2 separate regions of the Zea mays genome follow, and region 1 is linked to region 2. The links are chromatin contacts, called in public Hi-C maps. All regions are on one chromosome and are shown on one strand. Each heading gives the region's core, a stretch centred on a gene start, on an enhancer-like site or on the middle of the called end of the contact. The rest is flanking DNA. Distances are from core to core; before and after follow the strand shown.

The links. A called contact is a pair of places that touch in the nucleus more often than the background predicts.
Region 1: a contact with region 2 is called in a Hi-C map of leaf, with 5 times the contacts expected there. The contact joins the promoter of LOC100278742 here to the promoter of LOC100217181 in region 2. A contact is called at or near these places in 3 of 25 Hi-C or Micro-C datasets (ear, leaf and tassel).

What each region holds. Positions count from the first base shown.
Region 1 is chr5:189,996,497-189,999,196 of Zm-B73-REFERENCE-NAM-5.0, forward strand. LOC100278742 (putative protein of unknown function (DUF640) domain family protein) reads right to left here and starts at 1,432. Exons shown (of 3, transcript NM_001151920.2): 1 at 1,214-1,432; 2 at 1,048-1,119; 3 at 1-744. The coding sequence starts at 736. The coding sequence ends at 122.
Region 2 is chr5:189,832,270-189,834,969 of Zm-B73-REFERENCE-NAM-5.0, forward strand. It overlaps LOC100217181 (putative casein kinase family protein), which reads left to right and starts at 1,327. Exons shown (of 14, transcript NM_001143542.1): 1 at 1,327-1,777; 2 at 1,898-1,938; 3 at 2,666-2,700. The coding sequence starts at 1,702.

The sequences.
Region 1 (2,700 bases), core at 182-2,681, 160 kb after region 2:
GTAGTAGCAAATAAACCATGCATGCATGCACCGGCAAATCGATCGAAACCTACATAAAATATGCTCAGTCCGGCCGGCATACCAAATGGGGTGCGTGTGTCGTAGTACTGTTCCTCAGGCCTCAGCACGCCGCGCCGGCGGGCGGCGGTGCCGGAGGCGGCGGGTGGTGAGGGCCTTGTCCTCCGCTCCCGCTGGCGTGATCAGCTGGCTGCGGCTTCTTGCGCTTCTTCTTCTCGTAGCTGACGCCGCGCGCGCGGGCCTGGTGCTCGCGGACCTCGCGGAGGTAGAGGCGGACGGCGCGCGCCGCGAAGGGGTTGGACTCCGGGCGGCCTCCGTTCTCCTCGAAGGCGGCGCGGAGGCGGCCCACCAGCGCGTCGAGGCTGCCCCACGCCTGGCGCAGCGGGCAGGGGCACGGCGCGGGCGGGCTCGGGTGGCCGAAGAAGGGGCACGCCGCCGTGTGGACCTTGGTCTTGCCGAACTGGTCCAGGTACCGCAGGAACTCCAGCACGTGCGCGCCGCTGCACTGCGCCAGGCTCAGCGGCGGCCGGTGGTTCCGCAGGTACTGCCCGAACGTGTTCCAGTCCCGCCGCTTCTGCGCCTCGTACCGGCTCGGCGTCTGCGGCGTGCCGCCGCCCGGCGCCGACGAAGACGCCCCGCCGCTCGATCCACCGGCTCCGCCTCCTCCGCCGCCATCACCACCGCCTCCCGGGCTCTCGGGGTTTGGGGGCAGGTCCATCGATTAACCTGCTGGCATCCAGGAATCATATACAGACACATGAAGGATTGACGCAGCGGATGATTACATGCGCCATTTTGGGGATCTATATATCTGAGGTGCCCTGCTCGATATTTTCTTTGCCTGTCCATGTTCGTGTGAAAGCGATGCATCTTTCATATTTATGCATAAAAGGAAAAATGATGCTGCTTATAAGAAACAATATTTTCGTCAGTCAAATTATACATGCGGGGGGGATGGGTTCTATTTTCTTGGAGAGGCAGCATGCAGTCACTGCCTCACTGGCGCGCTGCGAGCAAGTATACTCCTACCTTTGGTGGAGATGGCGGCTGATCTCGGCGGTGGCAGCCGAGGCAGCGGCCGCGCGTTGGAATGGAGCTGAACTGCTGAAGCGGCCGCGAAGAGAAGAGATGAGGAAAAAAGATAAAAAGGAGCTAGCTTGGACATGGAGAGTATCATAGAGTTACAAGTGTATACCCTTTGTTGCTCAGCTCAGCTCAGCTGGAGACTGGAGTGGTTGCTAGTAGGGGTGGCCGCTGGGAGTTCCTGCGGTACCTGGACGACCTGGTTGCTGACTGGCGTCGCTCGTCGTCTCATAGGTCCATTGATCTGCGGAGGAGCTCCATCAGGAACGGGGAGCTGTGGGGAATCGCATTTGCATGGCGCCGGCTACTATTTTTAGGAAGGAGGGTGTGTAGGGCGGTGGTGGATGGATTGTTTGTCCTAAAAAGGGGAGATCTGCGGAGCCAACTTGGAGGTGGAACAGAGGGTAGGAATATCAACAGCCGTAGAGGCGAAAAGTCGCGCCGCAGAGGTGGCACTGTTAGGGCTTTTAGGTGAAAGTGATGAAAAGAACACTAGTGTGGGGTGGGAGGCGAGCGACATGACTAAAGGTTAAAAAAATATATTTTTCCGTATTACTATCTCCCTCTGCTGTCTCGATCGAGTGGTAGCGGTGGTTTGGGGGTGGGTGAAAGCAATGGCGGAAGGCCCCGTCCTGGCCTCCGTTTGTATAGGACAAACTGTGGCGGTGTCCTTGCTGCCCCCGTCAAAGGCCGTCGTCCGATGCGCGGTGGCCGTCCCCCGGTCCCGCCGGAGAAGAAGAGTCCAAGGCAGGGAGGGGCAGGGGGACGCGGGGTGCTCTTCGCTCCATGATGACCGCACTACAGGACATATATCCAAGGCGCGCCCAGCATCCAATGGACTACTACCTGTAAAGAGGTGGGGGCCGCACGTGCCCGTACGAATGGTGACTGTACGGCCCCACCCGCAGGGACAGGCCCTCGGAGCCCGTAATGAATGCGGCTCCCTTACTTGTGTGTCCCTGTGAAACGACAAATAGAAAAAACTCGTCCGGGCAGCGTACCCAGGTGTGAGATGTGCTCCGGCCTCCGGATTCCGAAAGACCGACGGGCCGGGTTCCAGCTACAAGCCACCATCATTCTATCAACGAAACCTCCCTGCTCTCATGACTCTTGCTCAGATTCCTCTGCCTGCCGCCCATTCTAGGTTTTGTTCGGTTCCATAAGATCTGAGGAGATTAAATCTCTTTCTACTCGATTTTGACTAGCAAAAGATTTAATCTCCTTCAATTCTCTTTAACCCACTTCTAACCAAACAAGCTCTTAGTTGTAATATTATTGCTGTAACATTCAGTGCTTACCAAATTGTTACTGCCTGCTAAGGGCATGTACAGTGGAGAGACACCAAAACAGTTCTCCAAGCACAGGAGACAACTAAGAGACTCTATTGTACAATGGAGTGTCTATAAACGTAGTCTATTAATAAATACAGAATTAAATGTATTTGTATAGCATCAGATCGATAGAACAGACGATAAATTCGTACAGTGGGAAGTGAGACGTCTGTTGCTACTTGGTTTACGAGCCAGAGGCGTCTCTTCACGGAGAGACGGCTCTAAGATTTTTTTGCAAATAACCCCCTTAAACACCTTAAGAGACTCC
Region 2 (2,700 bases), core at 77-2,576:
TAGATGGTCAAATGAGTCGTGCCTAGCGGGCCGACATGAGGTATGACTCATTTAATAGTGTCGTGGTTTGGCCCGACACTATTAAGATGGGACTCGTGACAGTCCGACCCGAGAGACATGTCATGCTTGGGCCGTTGTCTCGGGCCGTAATGTCGGCCCGACATGATATGATTTTTTATTATTTTGAAAACCTAGTCTACACATATTTATAACATATATTGACTATTAGATACAAACTTGCTTGCGCTCAAGTGGCTAGCATAGCATATATAGTGTTGTGCGATGTCTTCCCATACCATGGGTTGGATCCCCCTCCCGAGCGCAATAATTTTGGACGATTTTTCTATAGGCGTCAAGGTGAGGACATGGTTTCACCGTGGTCTACACTATCGTCTTAATAGTTAGTAGAGACTCAGTAAAAAACTATTATAAAATATGACAACCTTATTAATTAATTTGTAAGGAATTATTGCAAGCTTTTTGATATTTATTGGTGAAATTTTACATATGGATAGTAATTAAATTAAATTAATAAATGTGACATATATTCACTCTATTTCAATGAACATAGATTTGCATAAATATGAGAAGAATGAGACGCAACCCATACAAAAGTGCAGGCATCCAAGAGTGGTAGTCTAAGGGCCTGTTTGGTTCAGCTTTTTTCTGACCAGCTTTTTCGAGAATCTAGCTGTGGGAAGAATCTGGCTGTGTAGAAAATCTGAGTATCATTAGGATTACGTGCGGAGGAAGATAAAGTTTTCCATGGGGCTCAGGATCTATAAAGTGACGGATTACTACTATTGCGACGACTCAACCGATTATATGTTTATGTTGATTTTGAATGGTTTTTACTCAAACAAATTTTATAGAAGCTGTCTGAAAAGCTGAGTGTTTGGCAGTCCGCAGCAACTTCTGATGGCCAGAAGCTGTGAAAAGCCGAAACAAACAGGGGCTAAACAAGATGCAAACACTTTACGTACGTATAAAAATAGGAGGTGAGGCTGTCAATCCCACATCACAAACGACAACTTTCGGTTCCACCACTGCTGTCCTTCTCTTTTGAAACGTTAATTCATTCAGCTTGTTTTTTTTGTGCCAGACGAAAGTCACCGCGTGTTGGCACCACGGGAGCTCCACTAATTCATTCAGTTTGATTTGGACGTTCGGTAACAAACATGTATAGGATGGGATGGGAATGGGACTCACAAAAACTAGACGCAACGCAAGAAAGAACCATGCGAAAACAAAACCAGACGCCGTGCCCGTGCCCGTGCTCTCCTATCCCACCTACCCGTTGTCCTGCCCTGCCCCGTCCGTCTCCCACGGTTTCCGCGTCCCACCCATCCCTTCCACACTTTCTCACCCCCGCCCTTCTCACCCCCCGAAAAAATTCCCCCGGAAATCAGAGACGCGAATCCCTCCCTCGCCCCACGTCCGAGGTCGCTCGCCAATTCGATCCGCCTCGTCGTCGCCCGCCCGCCCGTCCGCCGGTCGACCTTGACTGCTCCGTCGCACGTGGCGTTTCGCAGCGCGGAATCTACCCTGGGTTGGGTTGGGAGATCCGGGGAAACCCTTGTTCCCGGGCGCTCCGGGCTCGAATCTCGCTGCAGACGGGCAATGTGAGCGCTCTCCATCGGAGAGGGACGATCTGCGGGGCGGTTGTTGGCCGGGTGAATCGTGCGGTGCGGGGTTGCGGGAATGGAGCACGTGATCGGAGGGAAGTTTAAGCTTGGGAAGAAGATCGGGAGCGGATCTTTCGGGGAGCTCTATCTCGGTAAGCGTCTCGCCGGGCCCTTGACCCACGCGTGTCTGCGGGTTCCTACGCGCCGCTGTTTTGTACTGCTCGTCGTTCCGCGTCTGTCGTTGATGCGATGATGTTTCCTTTTGGCTGCAGGTGTCAACGTACAGAGCGGCGAGGAGGTGGCTATCAAGTTGGTATGAGATAGTTTGATACTGTTCGTGGACCATTTTTTTTTCTCCCTATCGTGGAAATACATGCCTGACATTCGGCATTAGTTTGTTCCATATGCAAACATATATTTGGCCAACCATTGCTAGAACCGTTTCCCCGAAGAATTCTCGTGTAGATTATGGCATGACATAATTATGAAAATGAATGGTGCTGTGCATGTAATTGCTTTCAAAGATACTGACATGGTTCTGAGTTATATTTTTACATGACTAATAACAAGACTTTCAAACCGTTTCTTGGTTGTCCATGCGAATTGACCTGTGGATTCAGTCCAAATCATGGTTCTGTTACCTTTCATTAGTGTGGCTGTATAACAGCTCCTCCTTTTTTTTAGGGAAAAGAAGTAACGAGTCATATTTCATAGGGCCATTTTGAACATATGAAATAGCACTTGCAGAAAGTTGATTTATGGTGGTCCGTGATAAGAGAACTTTAAATTTTACATTTTATCCTGTATGTATGACGTGGATTATGGATTGACTAAAGCAAAAAAAAGTGCTATGGGAAAATTTAGGTTATATTGCTCTATATGTAATGGATTTGTAGCCTGAACATATAGTATTACGTTTTGAGACAGAATGAGGTTAGCCATTTTCAAGCAATATGATCTTTCAGTCTTAGTCTTGGTAGTACCCCTTTCAGCCTCAAGGCACACTACCTGACCGTTTTTCGTCATCTCATGTTTACCAGGAATCTGTAAAATCAAGGCATCCTCAGCTTCATTA